Regions from separate parts of the Mus musculus genome. Here region 1 is linked to region 2. Evidence: chromatin contacts called from public HiChIP or PLAC-seq data. All regions are on one chromosome and are shown on one strand. Each heading gives the region's core, a stretch centred on a gene start, on an enhancer-like site or on the middle of the called end of the contact. The rest is flanking DNA. Distances are from core to core; before and after follow the strand shown. Region 1 has its middle 17 kb from the start of Mybpc1. Region 2 overlaps Gnptab (N-acetylglucosamine-1-phosphate transferase, alpha and beta subunits).

Region 1 (4,545 bases), core at 787-3,286, 230 kb before region 2:
ACTGTCCCTCCCTCCCTCCACCCCCCCCCCCGATTTTTCTCATCGCAACGATGTTTGGTAACAGTAGGAGAAATCGTGCCAGTCAGATCAAAAGTAAGGGAACACCAAGGGAAGAGTGGAAAGACACGTGAAAGCAGGGACAGGGACAGGGACGGCAGGTGGGTCTGTCAGAGCAGAGAGCAGGAGGGGATTACACAACAGTCTCGCTGTAACTTAAAATACCATCTCCTGGCGGGTGTACTGCCGGAGGCTCCTGGTGTGGGAGAATTTGTACAACTGTTCAGTGGTGTCCCCAGGAGCATGAAAAGATGGAACACTGCAGAAAGTTAAGTGTCACTAGAGACAGTGGGTTATTGAGGAAAATCACACCAGGAATCAGCACAGCACCTGATCTTGCCAAAACGAATACGATTATTATTGGGAAAGGAAAGTAAGACCTGAGGCCCCGTGTGCAAACTCGCTTGTGTGTGCTCCAGCATTCAGGATTCATACAGCCAGACAGTCTGAAGTCATATCTACACAGCCTACTAACAAACAAAATACAGAAGCCTTTATTCCCAAGTTTCTGTATCTGTAAAATAGGACTGATAATAATTTTTACACACAGGGCTATTATATTATATAATTTATTATATAAATTGTACCAGTAGTAAAAAAAAAACCCCACTCATTATTACAGTAGCCCTGAGATAGAGCCAAGAATGGTCTTTATTATTATTATCATTACTACTACTACTACTACTATTATTATTATTATTATTATTATTTTATTTTTATTATTATTTATCTGAGACAGGATCTTACTGTATAGCTCTGACTGTCCTGGAACTTAGTACATAGACCATGCTAAACCTTAAATTCAGAGATTTGTTTGCCTCTGTTTCCTGGGGGGCTAGGGTTAAAGGCACGCACCACCATGCCCCGCTGCTTTCTTCTCTCAGTCATGGAACTGAAACAGGAATAGAGTAAAAGGAAAAGGAGAGAGGCTGGGGAGACTTCCTTCCTAGTTCAGATGCTGCTGTGGTAATAAATTACTTGCAAATGGAGCAGTGCAGACTACTGGCCAGCCATTTGCTGCTACCATTAGCACATCGGGTATCAGAAGCCAAAATCCAAACTCTCGGGTGAGGCCATTTGAGCCTATATTTATAACTACTCTGGTTGTCTGCAGCTGATGTGAAAGATACTTACTCGCTTGGGAACACCGTCAAGTTCACAAGTGCTACAGAGTGTTTCCACGGTGGCTACGAGTAACGTTGAGCTCGGAAGCTTCTTGGTAGTGTCCAGCTGACTGTGGAATTTGTTCAACCAGCAAACTAACATCGATGTGCCTACCCCTAACCTCCCTTTCCCTCGTCCCCCTCCTCTTTGGAAGGGTCACTCACACAAAGTTGATCAGGTTACCCTCAAAGTTCTCCTGAGGTATAGGCCACCATGCCTTTCATTTACTTATCTTGAAAAATATTTTATCCTCTTATTTATGTATTAAACGAGTTCTTCTGTATTTGACGTAGCAAAGACTCAAAGACTGGAATTGTCTTAAACTGCTTATTTGCAAGGAAAATTGGCTTTGGGTATGCGCCCTTGGCATCCCCCTGCCCCATCCCCAAATCCAACTCCCTACCAAAAGAACCCAGAACGACATCTTAAGGGCAGTGCTAGAAAAATCCTAGTTTGACTGAAGTTATGAGGATTTTTTGGTTACTGAACGTGTCACCAACTAAATCAGACATGCATTTGTTATGTGACGTCATCCCTTCCAAATGCTCTCCGAGGCAAGGGGGAAGTGAGGCTAAACGTGGTTCTGGACTTGGAGTGGCTCCAAGGAAACGTAGACCACCGCTAGCCTTTTGGTTGGAGTTGCCTCTGTGTCTGAGTACTTGAGCCACTTCATGCCCGTGTGCGACAGGATAAGGCGAGGAGAGGTTCCCTGTTCAGGGTTCAAGTGCTCTCGTGACTATCCTAAAATAACACTGAGCGTGATACAGTAGAACTTCACGTAGCTAAGTGTACAGGCTTTCGACTCGACCTTGTCACCCAATCATCGCTCTTCCCGGCTCAAACAAGCTGAGCTGCTGAACAGAATTTTCCATCATCACTGTGTGGCAGAACCCTTGCGCTTCTGCGTTTCCTTTTCCACTTTGCAGTACATCAGCTAGGCTTTCCTAGCTCCCAAATGTTTTCCTAGCGACTTATACCGCTCCTTGCCCGCGGGAGAATCTATTTTTCTATGACTTTGCCTACTTCTTTCGCAAGAATTATAATTACTTTTACATAGCCTTTTTTACTCACGCCGCCAGGTACACCACTGTATTCCCATAGCCAAGTCGTTATGCCTCATTGAGCATTAAAGAAATCTGATCGTTTCCTTGGTCTCTATTTTGGAAGATACAGGAGCGTTTCCCTTAGCGACAGCATGCAGCAATATTTAAACGAGGCTGACAAAGAGGAAGAGTTTGGGTGGAAAAGGAAACCTCTAAATGCCTTGTTTTAACTTACACGAAGATGCGGCATAGGAGATAAAAATGAGAGATTTTTCTTTAAAACTGAATAACCTCTGATGGAGGTGATTATGACCCAAACACATGTGTGAAATTCACAAAGGATAAAAAAGATAAATAAGCAACAGGCTAACGTTGCTTGGGGTTCAAATGGTTTAAAAAAACAAAAACAAACAAAAACAGAACAAAACAAAACAAAACAAAAATACTATTTTATGTATTTTGCCCGCGCATACTCTGTGTACCACATGCCTGTCTGGTGCACGAGGAAGCCAGACATATGTGTTGGATCCTCGAGAGGTGGAGTTACAGATGGTTGTAAACCACCATGTGGGTAGCCAGGTCCTCTGGATGTCAGATCCAGGACCTCTGGAAGAGCAACTGCGCTGAGCCATCTCGCTAGCTCCCAAGTGCTTTTAAAAATAATAAAAACTGGGTAATTTCTGAAGAAAAGCCGCACATAAGCTATATGTGTACAGGACTGTGGGGAAATTATACAGAGAATGAGTCCTGCAGTTTGGGATTGTTTGATTTTTTTTTTCCTCCTATAGTGAATGGAATTTTTAATTTTCTATAGCTTTTTAACATCTGACCGATAGCTTTATGGTTCATGCTCTCAGCCCTTTATTTCAAGTGTCTTTTTTATAGAATGAGTTTCTAGAAGAGGAAACAAATAAGAGGAAATAAACAAATTTTGTTATTCATATAAACAAAGCAATGTTTCCTCTTGTTCCTGTTTTTGTTGGTGGTGGTCTTGTTTGCTTGGTTTTTTGTTGTTGTTGTTGTTGTTGTTCTTTTACTTTGTCTGTTTAGAGTAGATGCTATTTTCATCCTGTTTGCTCTTTGTTTGTTTGTTTGTTTGTTTGTTTGAGGCCTGGTCTCACTATAGATTATATTTATTTGTTTGTTTGCTTGTTTGTTGTTTATTTATTTATTCATTTAATTATTTATTTAGAGATAAGGTCTCACTATGTAGACCAGGCTAGCCTGCACCTCCCTATGTAGACCAGGCTGACTTCCACTGGTCTCTACCTCCTGAGTACTGGGATCAAAAGCCAGTACTACCACACTAGCTCCAAACTCACTTTGAATTCATTATATAGACCAGGTGTCCTCAGACTTAAGGTCCCTTTGTCATAACATCCCCCTGGTTGGCATTACGGGTGATGTCATCAGCTTCATTTCCATATTGGGCAATACACAAACCACCTGTAACTCCAGCTCCAGGGACTCTGATGCCCTCTTCTGGACCCCGCAGATATGTGCATATGCACATACACATAATTAAAAATATTTTAAAAGATGAGTGTCTGTTTTCTTTCTTTTCTAAATCCTGGCTGCAAATAATACATGACGTGAAAAATGAGAAGATATTATAATACAGGTCAGCAGCAAATCTTCTCTCAAGGTGTGTAAATACATTGTTTCATATTAATATGTATAACTACTTTTTTAATTATTATTTTTTGAGTTTTGAGACAGGTTTTACTCTGTAGCCCTGGCTGGCCTGGAATGCATTATGTAGACCAGGCTGGCCTTGAACTTGGGGAAATAGCTTCTGCTTTCTGAGAGCTGAGATTATAGGTGTGCATCACTATGACTGGCCTCATCATTATTTTTTATGGCTATTATCTCTTCAGCATATGCCATTTAGTTATGTAGCATTTATAAATAATACCTGTTAAGTAGTACACAATAATTAATTAGATTCCCATTATTGGAGCTAAAGACTTATTTTCTATTTGTTTGGTTAATTTATTTACTTGTCTATTTTTCAGCCAGGGTCTCACCATGTAACCCTTGTATGTAAGGCCTTGTGTTCTTCCTGCAGCCTCTGTGTGCTAACCTGAAAGGCAGCTGCCACTACACACCATGGCTCATTTTCTTAGTCCCTTTGAACAATGCCATCCCAGCAGAGTCCTTTCTTGTAATCTTTGCTGTCTTGCATATGGAGTTTTGTAGAATTGATTATTAGACATGGGAATCTGAATTCCCAAACCAGAGTGATGGGTTAGACCAATGGTTTCCAACCTGTGGGTCTCGA
Region 2 (4,305 bases), core at 1,027-3,526:
TGCTGCTTTCTAGAAGGAACTAGAGAAGACATCTACATACTAGTTTATAGAAGTGTAAGCCATAGTAATAAAGGACTCGCCCCTCTGCTATCCCAGTGACATAGTATAGCACAGCCAGGTAGTCCTTGTGAGCTTTTCTGCTGTCTCCAAGGGAACACTTGACAGGCATCAGCTGAGAGGGCGTCTCCCACTTCTGCCAGCATGAGCGTCACAACTAGAAGCACTCCCCAGAGGGGACATATGGCACTAAATTAGTAGTTATTGGATGCTTTCTACTGAGCATTTTGCAAGGTGCCGCCTTGTAGACATCTGACACCTCATTTAGCCCACCTGTCATCACTAGGCTTTGTCACAATCTGCATCTCAGTGAGGGCTTCTATTGCTGTGACAGGAACACCATGACCCAAAGCAACTTAACATCTCATCATCAAAGGAAGTCAGGAGAGGAACTCACACAGGGCAGGAACCTGGAGGCAGGAGCTGATGCAGAGGCCATGGAGGGGTGCTGCTTACTGGCTTGCTCAGCCTGCTTTCTTATAGAACCCAGGACCACCAGCCCAGGGATAGCACTACCCACAATGGTCTGGACCCTCCCACACTAATTGATCTCTAATTAAGAAAATGCTTTAATAATACCAGCTTTAGAGACATTTGTTTTCCAATGGAGGCTCCCTCCTCTCTGAGGACTCTATCTTGTGTCAAGTTGACATAGAAACAGCCAGCACAGTCAGTGAACAAAATGAAGTTTTGATGCCATAGTATTCCTTCAACAGATGTTCACGGAACACTTACCGTTAGGGACTGCGAGCGCCCACTGCCTATTTTGCTTACTCTTGTTGATGGAGGTGTTAGTGGAGGGGCTGGCAAGCCTGCAGATGACTGGGTCTCCTGCGTGTTCCTCTCCTACGCACTTCTCCACACCCTTTCACCAGTCTAGACCAAGACTCCTGCAGATTACCATGCCTACCGCCACTCTCACAAGCTCTCTCGGGATTTCTCAAATCTTGTACCTGCTAAGGGGCCCTGACAGGTTTTGTTTCGTTTTGTTTTTGGTTATGAGGGCTGGGTTATCATCATTTAGCTGTACTCCTGGGTCTCAGGTATTAGATGCCAATACAAAACAACCTTTAATGGTTTATGCAAATCCCCAGTGCTGGGGGAAAGGTCACTACAACTACACTAGTCACCCTTATAGGAGCTTTCTCTCTAGCCAAAAGGGCTTTCACACCACACACACACACACACACACACACACACACATACACACACACAAACCTCACTTGTCTATTTTGTGTATGGCAGAGGCGTGTGAGTTCTTCAGCATATATGTAGAGAGCAGAAGAAAACATGTGGGAATCTGTTCTCTCCTTCTCCCGTGAGTCCTGGGACTCACACTCAGGTCACCAGACTTGGTGACAGGCAGGCACCTTTACTCACTGATTCCTTCATGTACCCTTCTTGATTGTTCTCCCAACATCACCGCCTTTACTCTGGTTCTTTGGTTGGGAAATGGTAGTTTCTCAATATCAGCACCACTGCTGTTGGGCCTGGATAATTCTTTTTTTTTCCTCCTTGGATATTTTATTTATTTACATTTCAACTGTTATCCCCCTTCCAGGCTTCCCCTCTGGAAATCCCCATCCCACCCACTCCTCCCCCTGCTTCTGTGAGGGTGCTCCCTGCCCAACCCATTCCCACCTCCCCACCCTGGCATTCCCCTACACTGGGGCATCCAGCCTTTGCAGGACCAAGGGCCTCAGGCCTGGATCATTCTTTGCTGCCGGGATTGTCCCGTATATTAACAGAATCCCTGGCTTCTACACATTAAAGACAGCAGCAATATTTCATTCCATGCCCAGCTAGGACCATCTAAAATGTCTCCAGATGTTGTGCAACATCCCCCCACCCCCACCCCGGGGGAAATATCACCACAAACTGAAAGTGAATGCCCAAGTCAGCTCTGCCCTCCTCTGTCCTGTCTGAGCGTTCTTGGCCTCCTGTTGAGCTTACACACCATCAAGGCAGCCATCCTGGCAGGCCACCATACAGGTCAGTGCCTCTCTCTGTCCCACCACACCCTCTACACATTTACAGTATTGCTCACAACTGTGATAAAGTAACTCTTAATGCCTCGCCGCCAGAGCTCCTTGTCAGCAAGAGCCATGTCTTCTCTTGACTACTTTGTCCCCAGGGGCCTGGCTAAGTATTTCCTAACTGCATGAATGAGCCTGGCGTTCTGTGCAGACAGCAGAATTTTAAGGTTTAAAGACGTCACCTCTGAGCCCAGGTTGCTGAGTACAGAACGGGAAGTTAAGTTTTATCTCCTGAGCAAGCTAGATCAACTGACTGGTAGCGGCAACTAAGAAGCTGCTGTGCATATAAAATAGCATGTTTCTTCTGAAGTACCAGATACAAGAAGCCACATTCCAGGGCCAAGTAAGTAATGGACCAAAACACGGAGTTTCCTATCAAGTGGGAGTTCAGCCCCACCACCGCATAAGGGTCCCAAGGCTGGGAAGCTTTACAGAAGCAACTGGTATTCTGTAACTGCCTCTCCACCTCCTCCTAGGATTAGGACAGAAACTTCTCATCCACCCCACCCCCCACCCCCAAGCCCAGGGAACAGGCTCAGCAGGATCACCAATCCAGCTCTCTACAGTTCATGATGCTGGCAAATGCCAGCCCTGCCTCACACCTGAGAAATGCAGAGGGTTGTCAGCTAACTGTCCCCAGCCGAAGGCCTGGCATCAGCTCACACTCCCTAGCTGGAGCCGCAGATGGGTATGCCACGTACCGGAAGTGGGTCACACACAGACAGAGCCCAGGACCCACCCCACCCCCACAGAGGTGGAGATAAAGATGAAAGGCTTCAGAGGCTATGGAAATGAGAGTGACATTTGGTCTCACCAGGGATGACTAAGGGACAGTTCCAAGCATGGTGGTAAGGAGTGGTCTCAATACCCTTTGAAGGTATTCAGTAGAGAGCAAACTTTGACCCCTCAGTGGACTTTGGGCACCTCAGTGGGCACCTCGGATGAGGTTACAGAGGAAGGACTTTCTGCCCTTGTTTCTTGCTGCTTTCTGCATGCTCACGGGGGAAAACAGAGGTACACTGAGCTAGGAAAGGGAAGCCTTACAAACCCATCTCCTGTCCTGAATTTTGGGTTTGCTGTGTGTTGCAGGCCTAGCGTGGGGAGGCACAAAGCATCAGCTTAGGAGCTGGAATCTGTTCCTCTCTGAGACCGACCACTCTAATGCTGAAGTAACACTATAGTTTGTAATCTGGCCTCGAACTCACAAGGATCTGCCTAGTCTAGCTCCCCATAGCTGGAATCAAGCATGAATACCACCATGCCCAGACCAACAGAGAAGGTTTTGTTACCAAGGAGCACCATACATCTTGGGCTCAACTGGCAGCCCACTATTCATAGGGACAAGCACAGTTAATGGCCTGCCCTCTATGCTCCTCATATAGGAACTTCACTGCTAGGCAGTACAAATGTCTGGGTGTCTTCAGGCACCGTTCTATGACTCAACTCATAACAGTGCCCAGAAAGAACTGCTTAGGCCTCAGGAAAGTTCTCCCTCCACTTCTGGGACACTGGTGGAACACCAGGCTGCTGCATTCTTTCTCCTGACACTATGTCTGGGCTCGGGTGGAAAGAACACCATCATGATAAATATGTATGTCTGCCACAGGAGGGAAGTATGTAAAGAAGCAGTCTTGTCAATACTTGAATTTAAGACTAAGGAGCCATGAGAAGGGGCAAGAGGCAGAGCACTGACTGCTCTTCCAGAGGTCCTGAGTTCAAATCCCAGCAACCACATGGTGGCTCGCAACCATCTGCAATGTGATCTGACGCCCTCTTCTGGTGTGTCTGAAGACAGCTACATTATACTCATGATATATATAAAATAAATATATATTTGCATTTCCCTGATGATTAAGGATGCTGAACATTTTTTCAGGTGCTTCTCAGCCATTCGGTATTCCTCAGGTGAGAATTCTTTGTTTAGCTCTGAGCCCCATTTTTTAATGGGGTTATTTGATTTTTTTGGAGTCCACCTTTTTGAGTTCTTTATATATATTGTATATTAGTCCCCTATCTGATTTAGGATAGGTAAAGATTCGTTCCCAATCTGTTGGTGGCCTTTTTGTCTTATTGACGGTGACTTTTGCCTTACAGAAGCTTTGCAATTTTATGAGGTCCCATTTGTCGATTCTCGATCTTACAGCACAAGCCATTGCTGTTCTCTTCAGGAATTTTTCCCCTGTGCCCATATCTTCGAGGCTTTTCCCCACTT

What was found. HiChIP or PLAC-seq counts read pairs in DNA pulled down with a chosen protein or histone mark.
Region 1: a contact with region 2 is called in an H3K27ac HiChIP or PLAC-seq map of microglia, with 6 times the contacts expected there. The contact joins two enhancer-like sites. A contact is called at or near these places in 7 of 39 promoter capture datasets (the 3T3-L1 cell line, cranial neural crest, embryonic stem cells and 3 more), 1 of 484 Hi-C or Micro-C datasets (nephron progenitors) and 2 of 115 datasets of contacts at active chromatin or transcription factors (bone marrow-derived macrophages and microglia).

Annotation. Positions count from the first base shown.
Region 1 is chr10:88,620,167-88,624,711 of GRCm38.p6, reverse strand. No RefSeq gene overlaps it. Among named protein-coding and RNA genes, the nearest start is that of Mybpc1, 17 kb to the right of the region's middle. Within about 2 kb of position 2,036, at least 25 of the 459 cell types and tissues checked have an H3K27ac peak or open chromatin away from gene starts, as enhancers often do. A contact at or near this core is called in microglia, where this site is marked.
Region 2 is chr10:88,388,247-88,392,551 of GRCm38.p6, reverse strand. The region is part of intron 1 of Gnptab (N-acetylglucosamine-1-phosphate transferase, alpha and beta subunits); the gene reads right to left. Among named protein-coding and RNA genes, the nearest start is that of Gnptab, 11 kb to the right of the region's middle. Within about 2 kb of position 2,276, at least 188 of the 459 cell types and tissues checked have an H3K27ac peak or open chromatin away from gene starts, as enhancers often do. A contact at or near this core is called in microglia, where this site is marked.